Regions from separate parts of the Mus musculus genome. Here regions 1, 2 and 3 are each linked to region 4. Evidence: chromatin contacts called from public Hi-C and HiChIP or PLAC-seq data. All regions are on one chromosome and are shown on one strand. The core of a region is the stretch at or near the end of the contact, and the rest is flanking DNA. Distances in the headings are between cores, read along the strand shown.

Evidence for each region. Hi-C and Micro-C count contacts between places; a contact is called where the count stands out from the background. HiChIP or PLAC-seq counts read pairs in DNA pulled down with a chosen protein or histone mark.
Region 1: an H3K4me3 HiChIP or PLAC-seq map of bone marrow-derived macrophages shows a contact between it and region 4, with 4 times the contacts expected there. The contact joins two enhancer-like sites. A contact is called at or near these places in 16 of 39 promoter capture datasets (the 3T3-L1 cell line, 3T3-L1-derived adipocytes, the C10 cell line and 13 more), 1 of 15 datasets of contacts at CTCF or cohesin (the NIH/3T3 cell line), 4 of 484 Hi-C or Micro-C datasets (the C2C12 cell line, the C3H10T1/2 cell line, colorectal tumor organoids and 1 more), 5 of 115 datasets of contacts at active chromatin or transcription factors (the NIH/3T3 cell line, bone marrow-derived macrophages, embryonic basal ganglia and 2 more) and 4 of 9 other capture datasets (adipose tissue, liver, macrophages and 1 more).
Region 2: a contact with region 4 is called in a Hi-C map of bone marrow-derived macrophages, with 4 times the contacts expected there. The contact joins two enhancer-like sites. A contact is called at or near these places in 1 of 15 datasets of contacts at CTCF or cohesin (the NIH/3T3 cell line), 19 of 484 Hi-C or Micro-C datasets (the 3T3-L1 cell line, the AML12 cell line, the C2C12 cell line and 15 more), 1 of 115 datasets of contacts at active chromatin or transcription factors (pancreatic cancer cells) and 3 of 9 other capture datasets (adipose tissue, liver and pancreatic islet).
Region 3: a Hi-C map of the G1E-ER4 cell line shows a contact between it and region 4, with 1.9 times the contacts expected there. The contact joins the promoter of Cxcl2 here to the enhancer-like site in region 4. A contact is called at or near these places in 27 of 39 promoter capture datasets (the 3T3-L1 cell line, 3T3-L1-derived adipocytes, the C10 cell line and 18 more), 3 of 15 datasets of contacts at CTCF or cohesin (the NIH/3T3 cell line, large pre-B cells and pro-B cells), 99 of 484 Hi-C or Micro-C datasets (the 3T3-L1 cell line, the AML12 cell line, B cells and 62 more), 11 of 115 datasets of contacts at active chromatin or transcription factors (the NIH/3T3 cell line, astrocytes, bone marrow-derived dendritic cells and 8 more) and 4 of 9 other capture datasets (adipose tissue, liver, macrophages and 1 more).

Annotation. Positions count from the first base shown.
Region 1 is chr5:90,879,810-90,882,704 of GRCm38.p6, forward strand. No RefSeq gene overlaps it. Among named protein-coding and RNA genes, the nearest start is that of Cxcl1, 10 kb to the right of the region's middle. Within about 2 kb of position 1,427, at least 86 of the 459 cell types and tissues checked have an H3K27ac peak or open chromatin away from gene starts, as enhancers often do. A contact at or near this core is called in bone marrow-derived macrophages and colorectal tumor organoids, where this site is marked.
Region 2 is chr5:90,860,799-90,863,531 of GRCm38.p6, forward strand. No RefSeq gene overlaps it. Among named protein-coding and RNA genes, the nearest start is that of Cxcl1, 29 kb to the right of the region's middle. Within about 2 kb of position 1,298, at least 8 of the 459 cell types and tissues checked have an H3K27ac peak or open chromatin away from gene starts, as enhancers often do. A contact at or near this core is called in bone marrow-derived macrophages, where this site is marked.
Region 3 is chr5:90,902,485-90,905,257 of GRCm38.p6, forward strand. It overlaps Cxcl2 (chemokine (C-X-C motif) ligand 2), which reads left to right and starts at 1,415. Exons shown (of 4, transcript NM_009140.2): 1 at 1,415-1,539; 2 at 1,632-1,755; 3 at 1,873-1,956; 4 at 2,705-2,773. The coding sequence starts at 1,461. The coding sequence ends at 2,720.
Region 4 is chr5:90,602,258-90,605,335 of GRCm38.p6, forward strand. It overlaps Rassf6 (Ras association (RalGDS/AF-6) domain family member 6), which reads right to left. Exons shown (of 11, transcript NM_028478.3): 9 at 1,989-2,107; 10 at 1,786-1,883; 11 at 819-1,691. The coding sequence ends at 1,616. Among named protein-coding and RNA genes, the nearest start is that of Gm42109, 19 kb to the left of the region's middle. Within about 2 kb of position 1,519, at least 32 of the 459 cell types and tissues checked have an H3K27ac peak or open chromatin away from gene starts, as enhancers often do. A contact at or near this core is called in the G1E-ER4 cell line, bone marrow-derived macrophages, colorectal tumor organoids and 1 more, where this site is marked.

The DNA.
Region 1 (2,895 bases), core at 177-2,676, 280 kb after region 4:
CAGAGGCCAAATCCACAATGACCTAAAGCCATTGTTCCAGTATGCACCTCATAAAAAACTCTTTATCACTTTCCAACAGCAGCACAAGGGTGGAGTGTAAAACTTTCAACTTGAGTTTCTGTGAGACTCATTCGACCTATATCCAAACTACAGCACTATGATTGTAGAGACTTTCAAGGCAAATGTCTGAAAAGTCAGGGTTGTAATTATAACAGAAAAGAAGTAGTTTTGTAAGGTATTATCTTCATTATTCTTATGGTGGAATGTGTCATCTTCAAAATCATAACAAGAACAGCAACAACAACAACAAAGAAACCTTTAATGAAGAAAAACTAAGCCTTTGCTCGATGGCATTTACTCAACGAGAAGACTTTGATAGAGCTTCAGTACCTTGGTGGATGTCAAGGAGCCTAGTTGATAAGGCTTCAAACCTGTCTGTCTGACGGCACTGACTAACCCATACACACGTTTCTTCCAAGGCCTGTAGTAAAGGTCTGCACTGAAGTACAACTGTGGGGGGTTTTTGTAAGACTTTTCCTGGAACAAAATGTTGTCATGCTGACACAGACAGTAAAAGTCTCAGAAGAGGACACCAGGAAATGGGAAATTTGTCTATAGGCTTCATGCCTAGAACAGTTCATGTATACTATCTGCATGGTATAGTGTGCTAAAGCCTGGGACTAGATTTTCACACATCTCTGCCTTACCCTGTGGGTACGATAGCACGGATCATTAGTCGGGTTAATCACTTTCTCCTCCCATACACTTCTAAATTATACATCTCTGTTCTCTTACGATCTTTTCAACCATCTGCCAATGAGGGTGACTCAGAGAACTGGTCACCGAGAATCCTCAGTTGGAGTCCATTAATCATTACTTGAAAGAGAACATCACGTCTCTCCAGCCCCCAAGTCATGTATTAAGAGGTGACCACATTGTTAATGATCCTTCGGAAGAAATCCTTTGTCTTTCAACATTTTCTCTTAGATAGTAACACTTTGGTTTAAAGAGAAAATGGTATTTCCAGCATCTGTTTTATGGGAACAAACTCTTAAGCATCTTTAGTGTGTGACAGCTGCCTCAGTGGTGAAGTGAGGGGAAAAAAATCCCTCCATGAATGAAAGAAGGAAAACAACTAAAGAGACTTAGCAGAGAATGCTGGGGGAGAGATCAGCCATAAGGAGCTAGAAGCAAGAGTGTGTTGCTAGGCCAGCTCTTAGAAAATAGTTAAAAATTAAATTAAATCCCCAGTGTGGACCATTTGCATACTTATGGTGTAAACATTTTTATTATGACTAAACTTTTGTTACCAACCGTTGATAAGGGCTAAAAATTTCCCACAATTTAGCAATAAGCTCTGAGCACAAGTGAACTGGCCTGACTAGAGATTAGCAGTACCAAATGCCAAGAAGTGCTCGCTGGCCAAGGTCTAACTCGCAGGGTATCCCTGGGGTTATGACTCTTTCCTTGGCTACTAAGTATATGCTTTTTCTAGCACTGCCTTTTAAAGATGCCGTCACTACATTTTACTTGAGGAAGTTTGTACTCATAATTTAAATAATTATTCAAGAATTATTTTTCCAGTGAGAGCTTGAATTGGGCAAAGTAAGTCACTCTTCAAAATGACACCCACCTCTGTTCACAGGATTCATGACAAGTACCTCAAACTTTGTATCTTCTAAAAGGATGGTAAAAGCTACATTCTAAAATAAGGTGACATCATCCAAAAGTTAGACCTAGATGCACACTCACACACATACACACACACACACACACACACACACACACACACACACACATGTATTTGCCATTTACCACTCAGAAGCAGCCTTCCAGAGTTATTTTTCATCTTTCATTTGCATAAAGTGCTCGTGAGCCTGACTTTACCAAGAAGGGAAATGGCATGACCGTTTGCTGGCATCCTGTTGACCTCTGTGCCCAAGGTCATGATGTTTCTCCTTCTGCTTCATCTGTGGCTTCTCTTAGCTGCCTAACAACAAGCGCAGAGCTGACCTTAAGGTAACTAATCACATCTAGCAACATATGTGCTATGAGTGAGCAGCCTGAATTTTGAAACAAAATCTCATTTGGCAATATTTCAGTTTGTTGAGTCATGAGCCTGACAAGTAGCTGCAACCCATGAAGTAGCATTTCCTGAGTCCAAGCATGAGAGAGGGAAGTGCGGCTAAGCCTTTGCTCCAATGCTGCTCTCTCTGCTCTCTCTGCTCTCTCTGCTCTCTCCGCTCTCTCTGCTCTCTCCGCTCTCTCTGCTCTCTCTGCTCTCTCTGCTCTCTCTGCTCTCTCTCTCTGCTCTCTCCGCTCTCTCTGCTCTCTCTGCTCTCTCTGCTCTCTCTGCTCTCTCTCTCTGCTCTCTCCGCTCTCTCTGCTCTCTCCGCTCTCTCTGCTCTCTCTGCTCTCTCTCTGCTCTCTCTGCTCTCTCTACTTCTGCCCGAGGCCACAGCTTCATTAAAACAGTTTCCACTCTACTCCATTCAACCTCAGTCCCATGAGCTCAATCAGATCTTCGAGACCACATGCTGAGACTTGTGATCAGTGTCTCCCAGGATTCCACTTTCTCCGGATCTGTGACAATACTCTCCCAGGAAGTGACAACAGCTGGTGACTGTTGATTCATGATTAACCTCTTACATGATTGATAACAGCAATTTGGGAAGCAAATTCTTTTGTTGAAATTCTCATGGCTTAGAATATGAACAATTATAATTAACATTATAAAAAAAACTAGCTTGACAACAGACAAAAGAAACTGTCTTGGGGCAAATGAGAACAGTGCATTAAGGTCTTAAGCTACAAAAATAGATGATATAGCTGGGCGTGGTGGTGCATGCCTTTAATCCCAGCACTCAGAAGGCAGAGGCAGGCAGAATTCTGAGT
Region 2 (2,733 bases), core at 48-2,547, 260 kb after region 4:
CCCCTAGTGCTGCTAGACCAGCATAAAAATAAAGGAGTCACTCTACAAGCTAACATCTTAGACCCTAACTGACATTGCACATGATGGAACACTGGAGCTTTCTGGGTCTTCAAATGCTGCTGTACTATTTTTTGAAAATAGCAAGTGGACACTTTTCAGTTACTCTGTGCAGACAGGTGCAAGGTAGCTCGATGCTCAAATGATGCAAAGTTGAAAGTCTAAAATGTTCTGCTAGTTGAGCAAATTAAATCAGCTCAACTTCTAACCCAAGATAATGAAACTATAGCATAGGTACTAAGGACAGAGAGACACAGTATTGATGGAGGTTCAGGGGTTCATCAGTAGTAGCAATAGCTTGTTTCAGTAGATTCAGTGGTCAAGCAAATGCAGGTTAGATTAGATACCCAGTGAAGGCGAGTGGGAACTGTGATTACTCACTTACTGCTATTTTTTTTGGTTCCACACCCCAATTTATGCTTAATCTCCATCATAGCTATAATGAAGAGCTGTAGCCAACCTCAGGTTCATGCCACATGGGTTCTTGCCCATCAAACAATAAGCATGTTTCTACACTCTGTGTCAATCTCCCCAAGGCACTAAGGTCTACTTAACTCGTGTGCAAGATATACAGGAAAGGATGAAAGTTAATACCCCTTGAAACCTCATAAACTTGGCAAAAGGATGGATGGCCCCAGACCCTGCATGAGATTTGGAGGCATGGTGTGACCCTTAGTAATCCCAAGGGCATGGAAATGATGTTACCCATTATGGCCATTCTTAAGACACACGCACGTCACTGACTAACACTAATTACGTATCATACTAATAGTTCTCATTGTTTGACCTCTCCCATGCCTCACATTAATGCTCTGGATGCCCCCAACAATCAGCTACAAGGACCCAAGTCCTTGACAGGGTTCTGACTTCGCAGAATAAAAACTGTAATGACAGGCTTTATCAAAAAGTATCTTACGTCTTTAGAGACTTGTTTTCTCCTTTTATTTTAATTTGCTTTGCGTTTCTTTAGTTCTTTGTTTTCTTCTCTCTTTGGAAATAGCCAGTTACCCCAAAACATCAGTTTTCGTTTACCTTCAAGATGGTATCAGTGCTGTTCCCGGTGGCCCTTTCCTAATGCACATGTTATAACAATGTTAAGAGGCCACCACAAGTCTGGGACATGCTTAGCACTTGCTCGAGAGGATGCACTTTATATTTATGCTTCCTCAAATCGCTGCATGTCCTGTGGTTAGTTGTGTTTACAGCATCCGACTGTGAGTTAAACACTGCAGTGCGGTCTACCTCTAGAAAAGACCAGACAATGAATCAGAGATCTTTGATTCCTTTTTACAGTTCTGCTCATTGGATTGAGCAATCCCTTGTCCTTCCTTTTCCAATTTCTCAATCTGCAATGGAGCCAGACAGCACTTTTTTTCTGTATCCCAGATTAAAGGGATCAACTTTAATATCACTGAGAGCCTTTAAGGTCATCAGGAATGGGCCTAAGCCCACCATACTTTCTTGTGTTTAAAAATCTAAGTATGATTGTTAGTTGGGGTTTGATGTGGTTGGGATATGCTTAACTATAGAGAGAGAACAATTTTGCACCTTTATTTAATAAGTGAAATGTATCATGAGTCACCTGCTTTTGAAAATAAGGGTGAATTTCTTCCATTGAAAGTATGAATTCACAGGAAATGTACAATGGAATGTAATTGTATACACAATACAATATCATAAATCTCCCATTAAAGCTGCATGCGAAACTTCAGATTGGGAAGAGGTGGGTGGGAGCAGAGGCTGCCGTTAGCTTCAGAGCTTATTTCTTGCATTTGCTTTATTGCATGGGAAGGCATGCTTGTATATGACTGCAGTTTTGTACTACACAGTGTTCCAGATTTGTGGTTTTATGATATTGCCTAGAAGTAGTCTGTACATGACACACACTGGTCACAGAAAATGAAAAAAAAAAACAAAAAACAAAAAACAAAAAACAAGAAACCATCAAGCCAATACTGACCTAAAAGCATCTGCCTTTCTAGCTAGCTTTCTCAGTGCTGGAAGGTGATACACAGGCTGTTGGGGTCAGGGGGAGAGGCCAGCAAGATTCTTGTTTATCTATGATTCCTACCAGCTACAGTGTGACTGACCTGGAAAAATATGCCAATTGGTGAAGTAATGGCTTGTACTTGTAAGGGCAACTGTCAGCTTTCTGATAACCTTTACCGACTGTGCCTTAAAGGAGAGAACTTATATCTGGCACTGTAAACCTGGCCAAGAGTCTATGCTGTATTGCTAAATGGACCTAACATCAAATTCCCTTCTTAATATGTTTCTCTACATACATAGACTAGTGAAGCTCTCAGCATCCATTAGGAGCTTCTTATGGTAACACAGAGACTCACAACTAGTCAATGTTCAGAGAAAAAATGATTGTGGAGGGCCAAGCCATGAGCACCTATGTCACCCCATTCCCCACAAGACTCAGGAAACATTGTAACAGCCAGAAGTCTGGGAGGACTGTTGCAGGATAGTGATGTAGAGACAAAGCCATTGTATTTGTGAACTCACAACAGCTGTGCTTCCCTGCACAAGACCTGCAGAAGATCAAGCCAGACAACAGTCCAGCATGGATGGAGAAGGGCCTCACCTGAAATGAGCTCCTGGCTGAGATGTTAATGGCAGTTTATAGTTGCTGGGGGTAGTGCCAGCCAGGTCTGCTTCTGCTCTCTGGGT
Region 3 (2,773 bases), core at 165-2,664, 300 kb after region 4:
TCATCTGAACATTTTGAGACAGTTATTTGGGTGCATTTCAAAGATAAGAAGCTAGCACATTGGTCACAGGTGGGTGTCTATGTCCCAGTATCTAGTGGCACAGCATTTCCTCTCTGGCAGCTTTGAATATCCTCCTGCCTCTCACACGCTTCTCTGTAAAACGACCACATGGCTCTCAGAGAGCTGCACTCAGACCCACAACTATCTACAACTTGTGTTCTAGATGACCAAGAAATAAAACCCAGGGTGAGAAAAATGAGCTAGTGAAAGACAAAGGCTAGAACTGAGGGCTACAATAGTTTGTCACAATCAGTGAAAGCTCAATATGATCCTCTAGTGGAGAAATCAAATCACTGGGACAAGAATGGATGTATACAGTGTGTGTGTGGGGGGGGCTAGATTTGCCTCGATAACAAAGGGAGAGAGAGAGAGAGAGAGAGAGAGAGAGAGAGAGAGAGAGAGAGAGAGAGAGAGAGAGAGAGATTGAAATCTGGCATCTAAATATTTCACAGATACAGGTACACGTTTGTTGTGAAGCGGACATGTGAAGGGCGCTACCTCCTCTAGGTGTCAGCACTGACTGGCGAGTAGACTGTCCCCAGGAGAGCCCTTGCCTCCTGCAGCTGGAGACCGCCGAGAGACCACCAAGTCTCTGTTTCTTGAATTCATGAAAATCTCTTACAGCTGATGTGGTGCTCACCAGCACACTGGAAGAGCCTCGGAAGTTCCAGAATTTCACAGAGGAAGTTATATGAGATTACAACACTTTGTCCTAGGTTAAACATGAATTAAGCTTTTGACACATCTCCCCCCCCCCCCCCCACGGCCCCAAGTCGGGTAGAAGGATATGACACAAAATGTGATTTACTCGTGCTCAGTACACCGCAGGAACAATGCACTCTTGTGTACAGCCTGAGATGACTAAATTTCAACGGTGTACTTACGCAGACGTAAATAAATCTTCATCTAGTACTATCTATGAGTATGTAACTAATAGAGAAGCAATCCCCCATCCCCCGCGCGTTCACGCTTGAACACACACACACCTTAATTTCTTCAGTCCTAATGACTAAAGTTCCCCAAACTGTTAGGTCTCCACTGATGACATAGCTCAGTAACCACTGTCCTCTAGCAGGTGGTCACTTCAGCGCAGACATCACTTCCTTCCTTTTGAGGATTTGGGGAAGGACATCCCAGGGTCCCATAGTGGAAGGGCAGGGCAGTAGAATGAGGCAGGCAGCTCACGCGCGCGTGTCCCCAACCCACTCAGCTTAGGGGCGGGGCTCTGTGCTTCCTGATGAGGGGACCCTGAGCTCAGGGAATTTCCCTGGTCCCCGGGCTTTTCCAGACATCGTGCATAAAAGGAGCTCTCGGGACCTCAGAGCCCCAGACTGCGCCTCAGTGCCTCCAACAAGCTTCCTCGGGCACTCCAGACTCCAGCCACACTTCAGCCTAGCGCCATGGCCCCTCCCACCTGCCGGCTCCTCAGTGCTGCACTGGTCCTGCTGCTGCTGCTGGCCACCAACCACCAGGCTACAGGTGGGATTCGGATTCGAGGCTGATGTTTCTGGGGAAGCCTCAGGTGGGCGCAGCCATCCCCAGCCCTTCTGACCCAGTGTCTTCTCCTACAGGGGCTGTTGTGGCCAGTGAACTGCGCTGTCAATGCCTGAAGACCCTGCCAAGGGTTGACTTCAAGAACATCCAGAGCTTGAGTGTGACGCCCCCAGGACCCCACTGCGCCCAGACAGAAGTCATGTGAGTGTCTCCCTGGATAGCCTCTGCCATGGCCAGAGTTGCCCAGACCCTCCTGCCGCCCCATGCTCACCCTAAAGAAACCTCGTGCCTTATAATGATCCCCACATCTCTCTGCAGAGCCACTCTCAAGGGCGGTCAAAAAGTTTGCCTTGACCCTGAAGCCCCCCTGGTTCAGAAAATCATCCAAAAGATACTGAACAAGTGAGTCGCGATTTGTGCTTACACCTGACTGGCACCCGATTTCTGAAAATTATAGCAGGGAAAATCAAGGTTAACTTCAGTTCAGGAACCTGAATTATTATTTTCATTGTTAACTTTGTCCTGTGAGCATCAGTTTGAATTGATAGAAGGGTACGACTAGCTCCTTTCATCTACACACGTAAAAGTCCTTCCTTAATGGATGGTCGCTGTGTGTCCCTAAGAATTAAGTAGATAGAACCAACTAGCGCTGGTGTAAAGCCTGTTATCTATTAAGATTCAATACTTTACCCCTGCCCTTTCCATGTCTGTGGGCTGTAAAGTCTAACTCTTGGTTTTGGTCAAGGTGAGCCTCTAAGGCTTCCCGATGAAGAAGAGCTGGGGTTTCCAGTGAGAGGCTTGAAATTCAGGTGTAGGCTCTCGCTCTTATCCTGACTGAGTTCAGTGAAAAAGCAATAGGTATTGTTCTTGTTTACAACGTACGCGAAGTCATGCCTTGACATTTTTACTCTTAACATCATTTGGAAAGGTTCAAGCTGGTACAATTGTAACGCCAGCTCTACTATTCTAGTTTCAAAGCGCCCAGAGTGTTTATTGCTGGAAAGTCCAGCAATAGGTAGCAGGTCCCTTGTGGAGGCTAGAGATGGTTTCGTTTGGAGAGTAAACCAAGGTCCAGGATGAAGTCAAAAGAAGGGGGCTCTGCAACCCGCCTTTAAGATACCCACTAACAGCAACCATTTTCTCATCACAGAGGCAAGGCTAACTGACCTGGAAAGGAGGAGCCTGGGCTGCTGTCCCTCAACGGAAGAACCAAAGAGAA
Region 4 (3,078 bases), core at 269-2,768:
TTGGCTTGGAGCTTACTAAGCAGTCTGCACTGGCCTGGATTTATAGAAATATTCCTTCCTTCACCTCCTGAGGGTAAGATTTCAAGGATATGCCATCATACCTGGGTAGGTTTTCCAATATATTACGATCTTTTGGTCCATTCTTAGTGAGATGAAACCATTCCTTTCTTGATCAATAGGCAAAACATTAGAAATGTAAGATTTCATTTCAACCAGTGAGGTAGGCTTCCCTGGACACAAAGGCCACACTGTTGCTATCCTGTCAGCCAGATTCCGACTCCGAGTTCTGGCGATGCTGACCATGATTAACTCACTGTTAGAACTGTTCCACAATTTAATGTTGATAATACAACCTCACCGTAGTACAGGTAACCCGACTGAACAATGTCAGACGAAATTCAAATGGAAGTCATTTGGGGATAGAAGAATATTGATTAAACCTCCTTGTTGATATAAGTTTACAAATAAAACCCCATAGTATTTTTGCTTTTCCAGGTGGGATTAGCAGACCTGTGAGACCCTGAAGAGGGTCTTATACAACAGCAAGGATGCTGTGATGTCCTGCCTGGCTCAGCTATAGTAGCATGGCTTTATCTGCAGGAATCTTCTGCAACAGTGACACATTTGCGGTAAGATGCATTTGCGGTAAGTCCTCTCCTAGCAAACACAGTATACTTTATGTTTGTGGTATATATTTGTTTACAAGGGTAAAGAAAGATAATGACTATAATCCCTTTTTAAAGACATTTAAAACAGCTTGGATGTTATCAGTTAGTTGCACAGAAGGGTGTGGGGACAAATGAAGGGCATGAACAATCAGAGTTTAGGTTTTTTTTAATAATATTTGTTTATTTATAACATATATAGCTGTTTTGCCTCCCTCTGTGTCTGTGTGCCCCGTGCTTGCAATGCCCACATAGGTGGGTACCAGATCCTCTAGGACGGGGGTTGCAGATAATTGCCAGTTGCCCTGTAGATGCTGGGAACTGAACTGGGGATTTCTGGAAGCGTAGTCAATGCTCTTAACCACGTAGCCATCACTCCAGCCTCGAGTTTAGGTTTCTTTACAAAAATCCAAAACCACTTTATTTTAAAAGGTCGGGTACTCTGATACTTCAGAGTTTAAAATCATCAGCCCTTGTAGATCTATTCCTAAATCTTATGAAAATGCTCAGATGTTTACACAGCTGTGAAACAGGGTCAGTTCAGATCGCTGATGGCTTGAGAATGTGTTTCTTGTTGACATCAGGAACTGGAAATGTTTACTTCCCGTCATTTATGAGTCATCAAGTATCTCGGCTCTTTTAAGAGCGCAAGATAAAACAAGCTTAAACCAGGTGATAAGAGCAGAGTCCACTTGAGTCTGAGCTCACCCGAGAACTTGCTATCGAGGACATTTGGAATGGGCAGTGTGCAGGCTTCCCTTCAGTTACTGAAATGAAGTCCCATCTTGCCTTAGTCCAACTCTGAACCGCAGCCAACCTCTGCATTTCAAAGAGGAAGCAGGCTGCTCGGCATTCGTTCGTCCAAAGCTTCAGAGCCATGCATATTAGGATGCAGAGCAGACCACACACGGATTCTGCAGTGCTCCCTCTAACTCCGCTGAGCAGGGCTTCTAGACTGTGGTCTCCGTTTTAGCTGCCTGTTTACTCTGTAGACACTTCAGGATAAAGGCCCTTTCGGTATTGAATCTGGAAAGGAGAGCAAGAATATAAAAAACTGGGTACCGGGAGGGCATGAAACCTACGGAAGGACGAAATATCCAGGGGTCCACTCTGGACTCACTTTGCCATAATTCTCTCAATCTCCATTTTCTCTTCTTCATCTAATCTTTGAAGGATGGATTCCAAGAAAGAAAAGTGAAAATTAATGTACGGAGCCACCTGGAAAGGAAAACAGGAGGTTTTAGGTTAAGAAGCACCCTGTCAGTGGGAGACGCGCAAGCGCAAACGCAAACGCAAACATGCAGAGACCACGGGCGCCCATACATCTCTGCTGATTTCTTCTGCATCTTTATCCATGAGGAAGATCCGAGCATTGCTTTTGGATGGTCCTTGTAGTAACCTCTGCAGCAGTGGGACATCGGTCTTCTTTAGCTTTCTCTGCTCTGCAAATGTATAAGGAATGGACCACAGTAAATGTTAATCCTAGACAAAGAAAAGAAGGCAATTTTGTCTTTTGGTCTTCCCTTGACTTGTTTTAGAGGCAATAGAGTCCAAGAACTCCCATCCTGCAAAAAGGAGAGCCATGCCCCATTACCCATGGTGAATACATTCCCAGACCCCAAGGAACATGTGACACTCTAATGGTATATAATGCCATATGTTCATCTATCTGTCCTATACATACATATACATACATATCTATAATCAAGTTTAATTTATAAATTAGTCAGAGTAAGAGGTAAGCATCACTAGTAACAAGATAGAGCAACCACAATATAATTTAATAAAACTGTCAGCGCTATTGCTTTTATACTTCTTTGAGAGCATTTACATCCCCTGCTGAAGTATTACCTGAAGACTAACACTATGGAGCCTCCATGGTGGACCTGCTAACTAAGCCGATACTAAGTGACTAATGGGCAGGTTGGATCTACGTGTGGATAAATCATCCCAGAAGCGGCAGTGAAGAACAGAACAAGCGTTCATCACTAGCTGATGGTACACATTTTAAAGCTTATGAATTGTTATTTCTGGAAACATTCATTCAATATTCTTGGACTATGTTTGACACTGGCTAACAGTAACCTTACATTTTAGATAAGAAAACATTTGTATCCATTGAAATTAAAAAGAAAAACCTTTACATAAACTCCAAATGAACTTCTTCCTCTCAATATAGGGTCTGACTTTACTAGTTCAAATAAGTTGACCTTAATTTCAGTTATTTAGACAAAGCTCTGGTCCTACTGAGGGAGCTACATGGCTTCATTCATTCATTCATTCATTCATTCATTCATTCACATTTGTTCATGCATTGATTCAACAAACACTTATTTCCAAGTTCAGCTACTGTAATTCTATTTGATAGTTGTTCTCAACTCCTTTTGTTCCTATCTCTCATTCAGTTCTTGGG